4 separate regions of the Mus musculus genome follow, and all the other regions are linked to region 2. A link is a contact called in public Hi-C data. All regions are on one chromosome and are shown on one strand. The core of a region is the stretch at or near the end of the contact, and the rest is flanking DNA. Distances in the headings are between cores, read along the strand shown.

Region 1 (2,979 bases), core at 364-2,863, 150 kb after region 2:
ATTGAGTCAGGTCTTGAGTATATGTACCTTTAAACACTGAGCTGTCATTCCAGTCCCAAGTTTTTTTTTTAAATACCAGGAATTGAACCAATGGCACGCATGTTTTCTCACAGAGCTCTCTTGTAAGCTAAAATTACTCATTGGAACATAACATGCAGCCTGGTCCGATGTTACATGTTTGTAATCCTCTCACTTGGGATGCTGAGGGGAAAGGATTGCAAAGTTCAAAGCCAACCTGGATAGCATAGTGAATTCCTTGCTGGTTGGTCTGTGGTGTGAGACCATGTCTCACAAACAATAGCCAAATAACAACATCATAGGTGCTTGTCTTAGTCAGGGTTTGTATTCCTGCACAAAACATCACGACCAAGAAGCAAGTTGGGAAGGAAAAGGATTAATTCAGCTTACACTTCCACATTGCTGTTCATTACCAAAGGAAGTCAGGACAGGAACTTGGGGGCAGGAGTTGATGCAGAGGCCATGGAGGGGGCTGCTTACTGTATTGTTTCCTCTGGTTTGCTTAGCTTGCTTTCTTATAGAACCCAGGACCACCAGCCCAGGGATGGCACCACCCACAAGGAGCCCTCCGGCCCTTGATCACTAATTGAAAAAAATGTCTTACAGCTGGATCTCATGGAGGCATTGCCTCAAGGGAGGCTCCTTTCTCTGTGATAACTCCAGCTGGTGTCAAGTTGACACACAAAACCTGCCAGTACAGTGCTGTTTTCCCCTCTTTTTTAAAGCACAGTTTTTATGTAGAATTATTGGATTTTTTATTTTCTGATTTATTAAAAGCATACGTGTTTAGATGGCCAAAGTGGTGGCCCATAGCTGTACATCAGCTTTGAGAAAGCATAGCTGTAAGACAGCCAAAAGTTTAAGGTCAGCCTGCTCTAGATAATAAATTTCAGGTTAGACAAGGTTACACTGCAAGACTCTGTTTGCAGAGATAAACAAAAAGAATGTATTTACTGAGTGAGATTTGATTTTTTTTTCAATTATATTTACAAAAAAATCTCTAAAAGTGCAATGGTTGTAACTGGTATTAGAAAATAATGATTCATGCTGCATTGCATTTTATTTAGCCCATAGAATGTACTGATGTTTTTCTATTCCTGATATTGTCATGGTTGTAACTGTTTAATACATCCTTCTTATGAACAACTGGCTTTAAGAGATAGCTAGAAACATAACCTTCATGTTTTCTCTTCCAGGGTATATTTCCTTCCAGCTATGTTCACTTGAAAAATGCCTGTGTAAAGAACAAAGGGTAAGAATGAATTGCATTCATAGTTGGAAGATTTTGCCACAGCCGCTGTCTTGGAATTGAAAGGCTTAGTAATTGTATTACTAAAGCAACTACAGAAGAGCGAACCGTGGCCCTTGTTGTTTGATAAGGAGATACTATGGCAGCAAATAGAGACAATTAAGGAACTCATTTCTGAGTGCTGAGCCACAGGAGCATGCTAGGGTATTATGGCCTCTCATTGTCTACCAGTTGTGAAACTTGTTTAATCTTAAGCAGAGAAATTGGTTCTTCTTGGTTTCCTGCTGTTTAGAGAATCATGCCAGGCAGAGTCCCTAACATGGTGAGTCATGTAGCCTCAGTGCCCAGAACTTCCTTAATTTACTACTGGTTATAGAGAAGGGAAGCCTGTGGCCAGCAGGGTGTGGGGGAGACAGAGTACTTCCTGGGCAAGCCCAACAACCTGAGCTTGAGCTTGCAAAGCCACACAAAGGTAGAAGACAACGGACTGCACAGAGCTGTCCCCTGACCCCTGTATGTGTGCCACAGCACTTGTATGACCTACACACATTGTATACACACAGGAATAACAAATAAAAAGAAAGCTGGCTGTGGTAGTTCATATTTAACTCCAGCACTTAGAAGACAGAGTCAGGCAGGTCTCTGTGAGTTCGAGGCTCACCAGGTCTACACAGTGAGTTCCATGCCAGGCAAGGCCATAAGACTCTGTCTCAAAGCGTAAGGACAGGAAAAGCCCATCTATTCTCTGAAGTGAGTATAACACTAGGTCCTTGTGTAACTTCATATATTATTTCTCTATTTGACCTACGGTCACGTCCTGTCACAGATTGCCACAAATCTGGTCTAACACAAAAGTCATAAACTCAATTAAAATCTATGTATTAAAAAAAACTGTTTGTGTATTTCTCCAGCATGATATTTAGATAACTAGCTTCACAAACAGAACATGTGACATGTCTGACTGATATATTGCATGGATGTCATTGATCACCAAGGACTTCTTAAGTATTTATAATATGTTACAGTCTGCTTCTAAATGGACTGGAATCAGCCGTTAGAATAATGTGTATCAAATAAGTTTCTACAGAATATCACAATAGAACTTGCCTGGTGTTGTGTACTTAGCACATAAGTAAATGATTGTTGTTAAGGTAGATTTTGACACATGTATCTGATGGCAATGTCACAAGGAGCCATCTGTGAATTATAATTGTAATTTTCATTTTATGGCCAAAATATACAGGCTCTGTGATAGAAATTACATATTTATGCAAATAGCAGTAAATAGCAACTTTTTATTTCAGCAACAAAAGCATAGTAGATAATATATTTAAATTTTAATTTCACCAAAAAGTTTGCATAGATATTAGTCAAATGGATGGTTTTTACATTCATCTTCTATAAAACATTCAATGAACAAACATGAGCAAGTCCATATGGTACAAACACCTTGGGTTTCTCTATTTGGATAAATGTTAAATGGCCTACTGTAATAACAGTGTGCTGTATGTCATTTATTTTAATACTTTGAAAAACTTTAGTAGTTTTACAATATAGAAGACTTATGGTACAACTTTAGTGTACTGCTGATTTTTCTGTGAGGGTTTCACTTAGCATCCTAAGTTGTTTTCCATTTTATTTCAGTTTTGGTTGTCTTTAATGATTCTGTTTCTTTGTTAAAGTCTACTTTCATGTCTTGGATGTTTTCTTTC
Region 2 (2,836 bases), core at 161-2,660:
TAATTGGAAACATTTTAGAAGGTATTGGTTAAAGTATCTATTCAGTCATGAAGAGGATAGGCTACAATGTGGACAAGAGGGGTCCTAAAATTGGGTGGTGTTATAATTCTCTGGCTCCATTTGTGGTACTAGTAAATGGGGGGGGGTGTTGTTGAAGAAAGCACCATACTGTATCCTAAGTTTATGGTCAAATGTTTTAATTAAAATAATAATACTTATTATTGAGGATAGGCAGATAACTCAGTTGGTAAAGTGTTTGCTATGCAAACAATAGGACCTGAGTCCCCATTTCCTGCAGAGTTCAGTGGTGTAGGCTTGTAATTCCAATATTGGGAGACAGAGACAAGTATGTCGGATCATTGGCCAGCCCGTCTAAAAGTTGGTGAGCATCAGGTTCAGTGGGAGGAAATCCTATCTCAAAAAGTAAGGTAGAGAGTAATCGACACCTAGCATTGAGTTCCACATGTATGTGCATTCTTGTATACATGAGTGAATGTACACACATGCACACACCCATAACATACACACACACACACACACACACACACACACACACACACAAACACTAAAAATAGTTATTATTTAAAAACTCATTTTTATCCCCCAGATTTGGAAGGTACATGTATATGTTTATACATACATGTGTGCTCATATGTATGTGTGAACATGTGAATGTTTTATGGTTGCTCTACTGTGATGATAAAGAGTGTTAGTCCTTTTGTTGGATAAGGATAAAATTAAATGAGCCTGCGACTTTTTTTTTTCCCAAGATGGTACCCACACAGCTTCCTGTGACAGAATGACCTGCCCCTTAAATTGAATGTTGAATTAGATGAAAATCTGAATCACGAAAGTTCCTGGGAACATAGAGTACACCACACATAGAGAAAAAGCAAGAGTGTTTTGAAGATCAGGGCAGTCTTTACCACATTGGTTGGTTGGACAATTTTATTTTTTAGTGATTACAGTCATCTCAGGTTGGGTACTATTGTCTGATGAGCTAGTCGACAGAAAAGTGGAAGGCTGTGAGCCAGTCAGTGTTAAGACTCAGTAGATGGTATGGTCCTGGCCATAGTTCACACCCTAGCTGGCAGACCAGGGGATGTACTCAGGAGTATCTGGAAGGCACTGATGCAGAAGAGGATGTGGGAAAATTAAGGAAGAAGGAGTGCCTACATGGTAAGACTTCCTGCCAGCCACCTTCCCACACCCAACCTATCAATACCTCTCTGTTTTCAGGCTGTACAAGATATCTTGTTTATCCCCTTGACTTAATTTGGCTTGGTCACTACATCACTGGGCAAAACAATGCTTAGGTAGCCTTTCACAAAGACCGTTTTCCACTTGGAGTGGCGAATGAAGTTGTCTGGCTGTGAGGTTTGCTGGATCAGCCCCTGCCCTTGGGCACTTGCCAGCTTTTCCTCAGCTGGCACAGATATGACCAGAGTCTCTGGCAGTCCTGGATGGTGTGTTTAGAATATGTGTTAGCCTTTGGAGGCAGCTGATTTCCTAAATATTGTCCAACTAGCAAGTGTTTGTGAAACCAGACTAGCTCCCATTGGGACCCTTTAGAATTTGCTACTGACTGCCTTTAAAAGAGCCGTGCAGACTTCAAAGCCACTTCTGGGTGGCTCTGTTATTAATCTCTTTAGGAAATGGTTCCTTGGGGACACAGGCTTTGAGAGCCCGCTGCCTCTAAAACAGCTGCCTGTCCACTAAGTCTTCAGGCAGAGACAATGGAGGATGATCTAGTACAACAGCGCCTAATGTCCAGAAGTGTCATTTCTCTCTGTCCCTTGAGTTAAGACAGTTGTGTGGAAACACGGAAATGTAATTATAAATTGGGGAAGGGTGGGGGGTGGTTATCTAATTTGTTATTTCTTTGTCACACCATTTATGAGTGAGATCATGTTTTTCAGCACTTGGCTTCCTTCCTGGTTTTCCAAGAGAGTGTCTGTAAAATCTGATCCACATCAGGCAAACGTATAGAATGGCAGAGGGATTACCCTGGCTTGTGGGTAATCATTGGTTGGCCCTTGATCTGTTAACGTGCAGGATTTCTGTTGTGTCAGTGACATTATAAATGTACTTGGGATTTGTCTGGTTGTCTTGGAGGCTCACACAATGAAGCTTGTGGCTTAATTTGCTCAGATCTGAGGCTGTGTCATCCTGGCTCTACAAGATCCTTCTGTACAACTGACTTTCATATTTATCTGGGCATCTATGTAGCAGAAAATAAGATTTTATAATTTATGCTTTAAAAAATTGGGAATATAAAAATATATTAAGAGAGAGTACCACAATCCACCAGTAATCCTATGACCATAGATAACCTACTATGTTCTTTAAGATCCTTACTGTCTTAATATTTTATTGATGTGTTTAATACATTCACATATTATCTACTTCTTAGCATCATAGTTTTAACATCTAAATGATAGACCATGAATAACTTTTTTGTCTTGCGGAAGGTAATTACTAATGTAACTGACTCCATTTGAAGTAGCAGTGCCGTCTTGGGAAGTAACAATTGCCCCACTTTCTCTCTATGTCCAACACCGGCAATGAGTACCTGGTGTTCACTGGTTTTCTTCGGACAAAGGAAATGAGGATTACCTGGCCCTTCAGTGCTTCAGGTGCATCATTTTCCAGCAGTGGTAAAGGATAAACCAGGTTGAACTCCCTCTTACAGGGAGATCTTAAGAAACCCAAAAGAGAGGCTAATGCATTGTAACTTCTGGGCTTTTTTCTTCTGGAAGCATTTTCTGGTTTTGCGGGTCTTTCTTCTGTTTGGTCACATGAGGTGTTAGCCTTCAAGATGGGGCTATTCTCTTAA
Region 3 (3,270 bases), core at 616-3,115, 130 kb before region 2:
GGACCAAAAAAAACTAATCACAAGACAACCAAAACCAAAACTAAGCTTTAATTTCTTCCTGTTTGTCTTCCATAACAAACGTGCCACCACCTGCTGACCAGGCACCAAGGTGGACAAAGAGCCTGGGGTCTTTGGGCTATCAGGAAATGTCTATTTTCTTCCCCCTTACATCTCTTTCTTCGTCCTTCTCTTTATACAGCTTAGCAGCTGATATAATTAGCTGTAGCATATGTTTAGAGTCATTTATGAACAAAGAGATAACATCAGGAGTCAGTCCACAGTGAGTATCAAACAGAAGTGCAAATCAAAGCTCATTAGCTTTGCGGTTTTATTTTTCTAAGACATTTCATGCTGGGCTATATATTAGGCTTTATTTGTGGGCTGGCAGAGTGGAGAGATAAAGCGAATGTCACAGATGTTATATATTTGAATTTCTCTAAGCAGTTCGTCTAACGAGTTGAGATTTTCATTATAAAATTGGCGTGGATAAGAACCACAGTGGTAAGAATACAAGATCAGCTCATGCATTGGGCAATGAGTTATAGCAACAAGCTGGCTGTTTGTCTCAGAGGTGCAGAGTGGCAGCGGGGCCAGTGCATGGTCTTTCATCTTTATTCATAAGCTGGAAATGTAGGGAACTTTAATAAAGCTGCAGGTGCAGAGTCACAGCGGATTGACACGGAGGTAGAAAAGGAAAATGGGAGTTAGGGTAGAAATTGTAAGAATACAAAATCTGTCAATGTAGGGCAGAAGCATTTAGAAACCATTTAGCAGAAGGAAACAAAACAGAGCCCTGATGTTATATAGGAAGAAGTCACAGAAAATGGCTGTATTAACAAACAAAATCAAAACAAGGCCGACAGCACAGAAGAATCTGCTAGCTTGTCTTGGTCAGGGAACCCTAGGCTGACTCTCTAGCATAGACCACCTTCCTAGCACAATTATGGCAGTGGCCCACAGGGCCCACAAGGAGGCAACAGGACCTTCTATTCCTTTTGCTTTCCATTCCTAGAACCAGGGATCACCTACAAGGTGTTCGGTTCTTTAATGCCTTCACCTAGTCTAACAGTGTTTTGGGCTGGCATACGACAGGAAAGCATAGGTTTGAGATGAAAGAACAAGAAAAGTATGTGAGTGGGCACATACATTGAAAATAAAAATAAAAAGAACACACACCTTCTCTAATAGGTGACTCCACATTTGTTCTCAACTTTCTTAGAAAGGGGAAACAGAGAATTTGATTGGTCATTGCCTTCTGTTCTTGGAGGTAATTTATAAACACTTTGAGTTTCCCCTGGCTGAGTTACTCTTTTACTCAGTGGGCCCTCTGATTACAGTTGATTACTTATGATAAACAGATGACTCAGGATGATGGCTGGCTGGCTAAGCCAGAAAAACCAACTGTGTGATTAGTGGCTTGGGCAGCCAAGCCACATGACTCTTGGGTGTGGTCAGTGAATTAATCAATCGTTGTACTCCGACCAATCCTCGAGGGAGATTTCCTGGTCAGCCCACACACACAGTATTCACATACACAGATAGATGCACTGGGAGGGTAACACCTCTCACGGGACAGTGAGAGCTCTGAAGTAGGGTGGGCAATGCTTCATTAATCAGTCAGGGTGAGCACTTGTCTCATTTCTGCTAGGATGAGGGAAGCCTGGAGAGAGTCTCTTCAAATCAGGAAACAGACAGACAAACAAAACAACCAACATAAAGCAAAACAAAATCCACCACAAACAAAAAACTACCCAACCCAACCCAATGAAACCAAAAAGATCTGACTTGTTTTGAGTCCAAGAAGCAGACTCCATAACCAAGCAGATACACTGAACTGCAAAGGTGATAGATGAATCTGTCCCCAGGAGAGAAGAACCAGGGACCACTTCCTCTTTGGCCATACATGGGAGTAAAAGGATATGGCTGAAATTGTAATGAATTCTTGTTTTGTTTTGTTTTTTTAAATAACTTAATTGCTATCTATTTTCATAAATGTGAGGTATTTCAAAGTGCTGTAAGGTGCCACACCAAATATATACATCTTGATGAAATTCAGAACTTTGACATTTTACTCAGTTCTATGCACCAAACATGAACAAATATAGTAACAAGGAAGAAAGAGGCTAGGAAAAAGGAAGTATATATATATATATTTTTTTTCTTTATAAATGTTTCTTAGTTTAAAAACTGATTAAAGTGATATCTACTGGAAACCTCCATAACTAATTTTCATATGAAAATATAAGTATCAAAATTAGTTATATTATACTGGCAGTGTAGGAATTAAGACAGTACATAACAGATTAACAATATATTTGTATACAATCTATGCTCCTCAAGCATAGAGGTATTCTTTCAGTACTTAGGTGTAAGCATCTAGTCTAATACTGGCTGCAAGAGCCACCCAAGACTTACACAGAAGGTGGTGTTTATTTCATACGAGTGCTCCCAGGGCATCAAATGGCAAACCCTCTTCTGTGGCATTTGCTAGGACTTAAGCACCATTGTAAAAAGTAGGAAAGGCTCTTTGTGGAAACTTGGACCAGAACAAGGTGACTTCACAGTCTCCTGAGGCCCCCAACTGTCCTGAATGCCCATGGACGTTACCAGGTGGGACTCCTAGATAGAGTAGTGCCACTCTTCCACATGTTTGCCTAAGTACTCTCTAAGTACTGGTGGTGTGGAAAGGAGATGTGAAGAAAAGCCGTCTTCTAGTGAAAAGGCCCCAATCTAGTTGGCTTCCTGACACCATTCTCTGGCATCTAAAGCAGAAACTCTAAGCTATTAGGAGAAAGACAAAACCAACACAGAACATGGGTCTGCTACTGCTCAGGCAGCGGAGAAGACTACAGAGGCATGGCCTACTATTCCTTAGTTTCCCCCTCTAAAAGGTTACTGGAATACATAATGTTTGGTGGTGTAGGAGCCACATACAACACAGGCTGGAAAGAACTAATCTGTAGTTTGGCAAAACAACTTTGGTTATATACTCTTCTTAAAATGTTCAAGAAAATAATACATATGTTATTTGTTTTAGATAATTCTATTATTTAAAAATTATATCTTTAAGATACTTCTAAATGAGGATCTTTTATTTTCAAAGGTAGAAAATCGGTTTGCCCACTGCATGGTTGACGGCTGAGTGTAAGAGGGCAGCGGTGGGTTAGGGTGCATTGGCTCCTCTAGCATGTCCACGGATCAGAGCAGGCCCTGATAGGATCTTCTTTGTGTTTATATCAGGACTAGCAAAAGAGATACAAGAGAAAGGTG
Region 4 (3,214 bases), core at 168-2,667, 220 kb before region 2:
GGGAAAGTCAGCTGGGCAAAAGGCCTGGGATTCTGGCTCTACCACAGTCATGATCTGGATGAAGTCTTCTGCCTCTGTTTGTTTTTATTTTGTTCTGTGTATTGTGTTAGGTGTGTACCTAGAGCCTTGTGTGTGCTAGGCATGTACTGAAGTGCTGAGCTACACCTCCAGTCCACATTTTCAAGTGTTAAATAACAGTTTGCCACTAGGGGATCCCCAAGGTTCCTTCCTATTCATAGAGTCAATAATGGCTTTTGTGTTGTCCCCACCTTAACATTCCCCATCTCAGTTAACACATGAGCTTATAAAAGTGAGAATAAGATGCTAGTTTTTCTGCAAAAACAAAACAAAACAAACAACAAACCAGGTAATTGAGGAAAGGACTCCTATATGACTCTAATAGGCCTTTCCAGTAGGAATTTCTGATTTGAAAGCACAAGGAAATTAATATCCTTTCATTTATTTCATGTGGATGGGTTTGTGCATGCTTCAACCTGCTTCAAGCTGTAATGCATATTGCTTGTATATAACTGTATTCCTTGGGGCTTCTTCAGTAGACAGGATACTTCTTCAATGTGGAGAGGCCATTACCTGCCACCAAATTTTAGACTGTCTGCAGTAGCTGACATGAAATAAATGTTCAGTCACAGAGACTTCCACTTGAAGGAACAAGATATTTAGAACCAGGCCTTTCCAGAACTGCCCTTCGCACAACAGTCATGCCTGGCAGAATTGAGGGCACTTGACTGTAAGTATCTGCTTCTGTCTCAGTCAGCTGCTGGTACGGCCTCTCAGAGGACAGCCATGCCAGGCTCTTGTCTGTAAACATACTGTAATAGCATGAGTGTCAGACTTTTGTGTCTTCTTCTTCTTCTCTTTCTTCTTCTTCTTCTTCTTCTTCTTCTTCTTCTTCTTCTTCTTCTTCTTCTTCTTCTTCTTCTTCTTCTTCTTCCTCCTCCTCCTCTTCCTCCTCCTCCTCCTCTTTTTTTGTTTTGTTTTGTTTTGTTTTTTTCAAGACAGGGTTTCTCTGTGTAGCCCTGGCTGTCCTGGAGCTCACTCTGTAGAACAGGCTGGCCTCAAAGACTCTTTCTTTTTGCTTTGATCAGTCCTCACACTGCTGTCAAGAAAATGAAGGAAAGTCTTTATTGTCAGCCCGTCTTGTCTTCCAAACGATCACTCATAAAAAGAGCAAGTTTTGAGCAGACATTTATTTAGTCTATGGCATCCACCAAATGAGTCTCCACAAATTTAATCTCTACATTTCTCCCTCATTGCTTAGTTTGTTGTGCTTCTCGGGCTTTTCTGTGAAAAGAACTCTATTTTAACAGACTACCAGATTATTCCTGGAGACAGCCCTAGGCCAACTCTGCACGCACGCGTTTCTGCAATAGCCCAACAGAGGGCAGCACAACACTGCTGGCTCCTCCCGTGTGGGCTGCGGTGGTTGTCAAAGGATTTCAGTTTTGAAAAGCTGAGCTCCTATCTGCTCAAGAATTTAGAGTAGAACTTTAGACAAAGGATCTTTAATTGCATGCCGATAAAACGTCAAAACTATTGTGCATGAAGTAACTGGGCTTTAAAAAAATAACTTTTAAAACAATGCATTCAGGATTAGGTGACAGGCTTGCCGCTGTGAGCAAAATTCTTTTTTTTTTTTTTAACTCATCAAAAAAGCTTCAGCCTGTGAGGAAATTCTTACAATCTCCTCTGTAAATCACTGGGCTGAGCCTTCCTACCTTTGGATTACATAATAGTACCATATGCCAAAATGGATGGTCTGCAGATTCGGGTAACCCATTTTTAACTATAAAGGAGAGGTTTTGGGTTTTTTTGTTTTGTTTTTTGTTGTTGGTTTTCACCTCCCTGTGAAATTTTTAATGACGAGTAAGAGCGGTTGTTTGGAGAAGTTGCTTATTTCACAGAACGCAGCTGTTATGCCTCATGTTAGATGTGAAGAAAGGCATCTGAAGGTGACCTTTCCTCAAGTCTTCTCCATCATAAATAACAATAAGAAAAAAAAAAAGGTTTCCCCAGGTTAGGCAGAGGTTTTTCAACCAAGGCATAGATAACCTATCTGTGCCTAGACTTATGGGGACAGCGGCTTTAGGGTTTCTAAATCAATTCCTAAGGCACCAGTAGGAAACTTAGAAAAAAAAATTCAAGTGGGAAGGTTTCGATTTCTATTGAGCTTAGACACATTCTGAGAGGGAGCATTTAGTGAACAGAAAGATCCAAAGAGTCTGAGGCACGTGTTACTGCCCTCAACGGTATTTAAGGATTCAGGAAATGCAAGAGCTCTCACTGGACATCAGAGCTCGGTACTCCATCATGTTCTCTTGATTTCCAAAAGATTCCAGATCCGTCTCTAACTCGCAAAACATGTTAAATCTAAATTAAAAAAACAGAAATAAATGAGGTACACTGTCAAATCTCAGGGTGCACAGCCAACGAATGTCCTTTCTATGCAGCTGGGAGCCCTTAAGAAGGGCCTGTTCCGCTTCAGCCCTCCAGCACATGCAGGACCAGTCACCTTCTGTTCTCTAAGCTCCATCCTGGGTGGCATAAAGAAGCCCCCTCATGTGTGTGTGCTCCTCAACTTAGGAGCTATAGTAAAGCCGCCTATTGCTGGTACTTGTTCCACTTTAAGTGGTTTTGTCCACTCAAGATTGATTTGAAGAGGTTTAAGTAAGCTTCTTTATTGGAGTTTAGCACATATGCAGAAAAGTACAAGAATGTTAGAGGCCTAGGGTGTGGCTCAGTTGGGAAAGATCTCCATTTGAATCCCCAAACACCTACGTAAAAAGCTGGAGGTGGCTTGTAATCCCAGTACTGGGGAAAAGAGGCAGGAAGAACCCTGGCATTTCCTGGCCAGCCAAGTCTAGCCAAATTAGTGAGTTCCAGATTGACCAAGAGACCATGCATCAACAAGTATGGTGGCGAGCAATCCAGGAAGATACTCGAGGTTAACTTATGGTCTAGACACACACAAGTGAACATATGTATGCACACACACAAAGAGAGTACACCGTGAGTATAACTCAATGAAGAAACATTATCAAACAGATTAATCAAAGAAGACTTAAAAAAAAAAAAAAAAGCAATGTTCTAGGTGGCAGATGTCAGGAGAGCAATGCTAAGTGACTAAGTAAGACAGTTCGACACATGTCCCCAGAGTACCTGTGACTCTGGGTGCTTTCTTAGTCTATAAACTATA

Evidence for each region. A called contact is a pair of places that touch in the nucleus more often than the background predicts.
Region 1: a Hi-C map of the N1E-115 cell line shows a contact between it and region 2, with 2.4 times the contacts expected there. The contact joins two enhancer-like sites. A contact is called at or near these places in 1 of 15 datasets of contacts at CTCF or cohesin (the NIH/3T3 cell line), 2 of 484 Hi-C or Micro-C datasets (the N1E-115 cell line and nephron progenitors) and 2 of 115 datasets of contacts at active chromatin or transcription factors (microglia and oligodendrocyte precursor cells).
Region 3: a Hi-C map of the N1E-115 cell line shows a contact between it and region 2, with 2.9 times the contacts expected there. The contact joins two enhancer-like sites. A contact is called at or near these places in 2 of 484 Hi-C or Micro-C datasets (the N1E-115 cell line and nephron progenitors) and 2 of 9 other capture datasets (adipose tissue and liver).
Region 4: a Hi-C map of the N1E-115 cell line shows a contact between it and region 2, with 2.8 times the contacts expected there. The contact joins two enhancer-like sites. A contact is called at or near these places in 5 of 39 promoter capture datasets (embryonic stem cells, liver, maxillary cranial neural crest and 2 more), 3 of 15 datasets of contacts at CTCF or cohesin (the NIH/3T3 cell line and pro-B cells), 7 of 484 Hi-C or Micro-C datasets (the CH12 cell line, the G1E-ER4 cell line, the HL-1 cell line and 4 more), 7 of 115 datasets of contacts at active chromatin or transcription factors (bone marrow-derived macrophages, embryonic stem cells, microglia and 1 more) and 3 of 9 other capture datasets (adipose tissue, embryonic stem cells and pancreatic islet).

What each region holds. Positions count from the first base shown.
Region 1 is chr12:40,625,123-40,628,101 of GRCm38.p6, forward strand. Dock4 (dedicator of cytokinesis 4) reads left to right here. Exons shown (of 53, transcript NM_172803.2): 4 at 1,215-1,270. Among named protein-coding and RNA genes, the nearest start is that of Dock4, 180 kb to the left of the region's middle. Within about 2 kb of position 1,614, at least 59 of the 459 cell types and tissues checked have an H3K27ac peak or open chromatin away from gene starts, as enhancers often do. A contact at or near this core is called in the N1E-115 cell line, where this site is marked.
Region 2 is chr12:40,476,296-40,479,131 of GRCm38.p6, forward strand. The region is part of intron 1 of Dock4 (dedicator of cytokinesis 4); the gene reads left to right. Among named protein-coding and RNA genes, the nearest start is that of Dock4, 32 kb to the left of the region's middle. Within about 2 kb of position 1,411, at least 30 of the 459 cell types and tissues checked have an H3K27ac peak or open chromatin away from gene starts, as enhancers often do. A contact at or near this core is called in the N1E-115 cell line and adipose tissue, where this site is marked.
Region 3 is chr12:40,346,981-40,350,250 of GRCm38.p6, forward strand. The region is part of intron 4 of Zfp277 (zinc finger protein 277); the gene reads right to left. Among named protein-coding and RNA genes, the nearest start is that of Gm40406, 97 kb to the right of the region's middle. Within about 2 kb of position 1,866, at least 32 of the 459 cell types and tissues checked have an H3K27ac peak or open chromatin away from gene starts, as enhancers often do. A contact at or near this core is called in the N1E-115 cell line, where this site is marked.
Region 4 is chr12:40,256,019-40,259,232 of GRCm38.p6, forward strand. No RefSeq gene overlaps it. Among named protein-coding and RNA genes, the nearest start is that of Gm40403, 9.5 kb to the left of the region's middle. Within about 2 kb of position 1,418, at least 10 of the 459 cell types and tissues checked have an H3K27ac peak or open chromatin away from gene starts, as enhancers often do. A contact at or near this core is called in the N1E-115 cell line and adipose tissue, where this site is marked.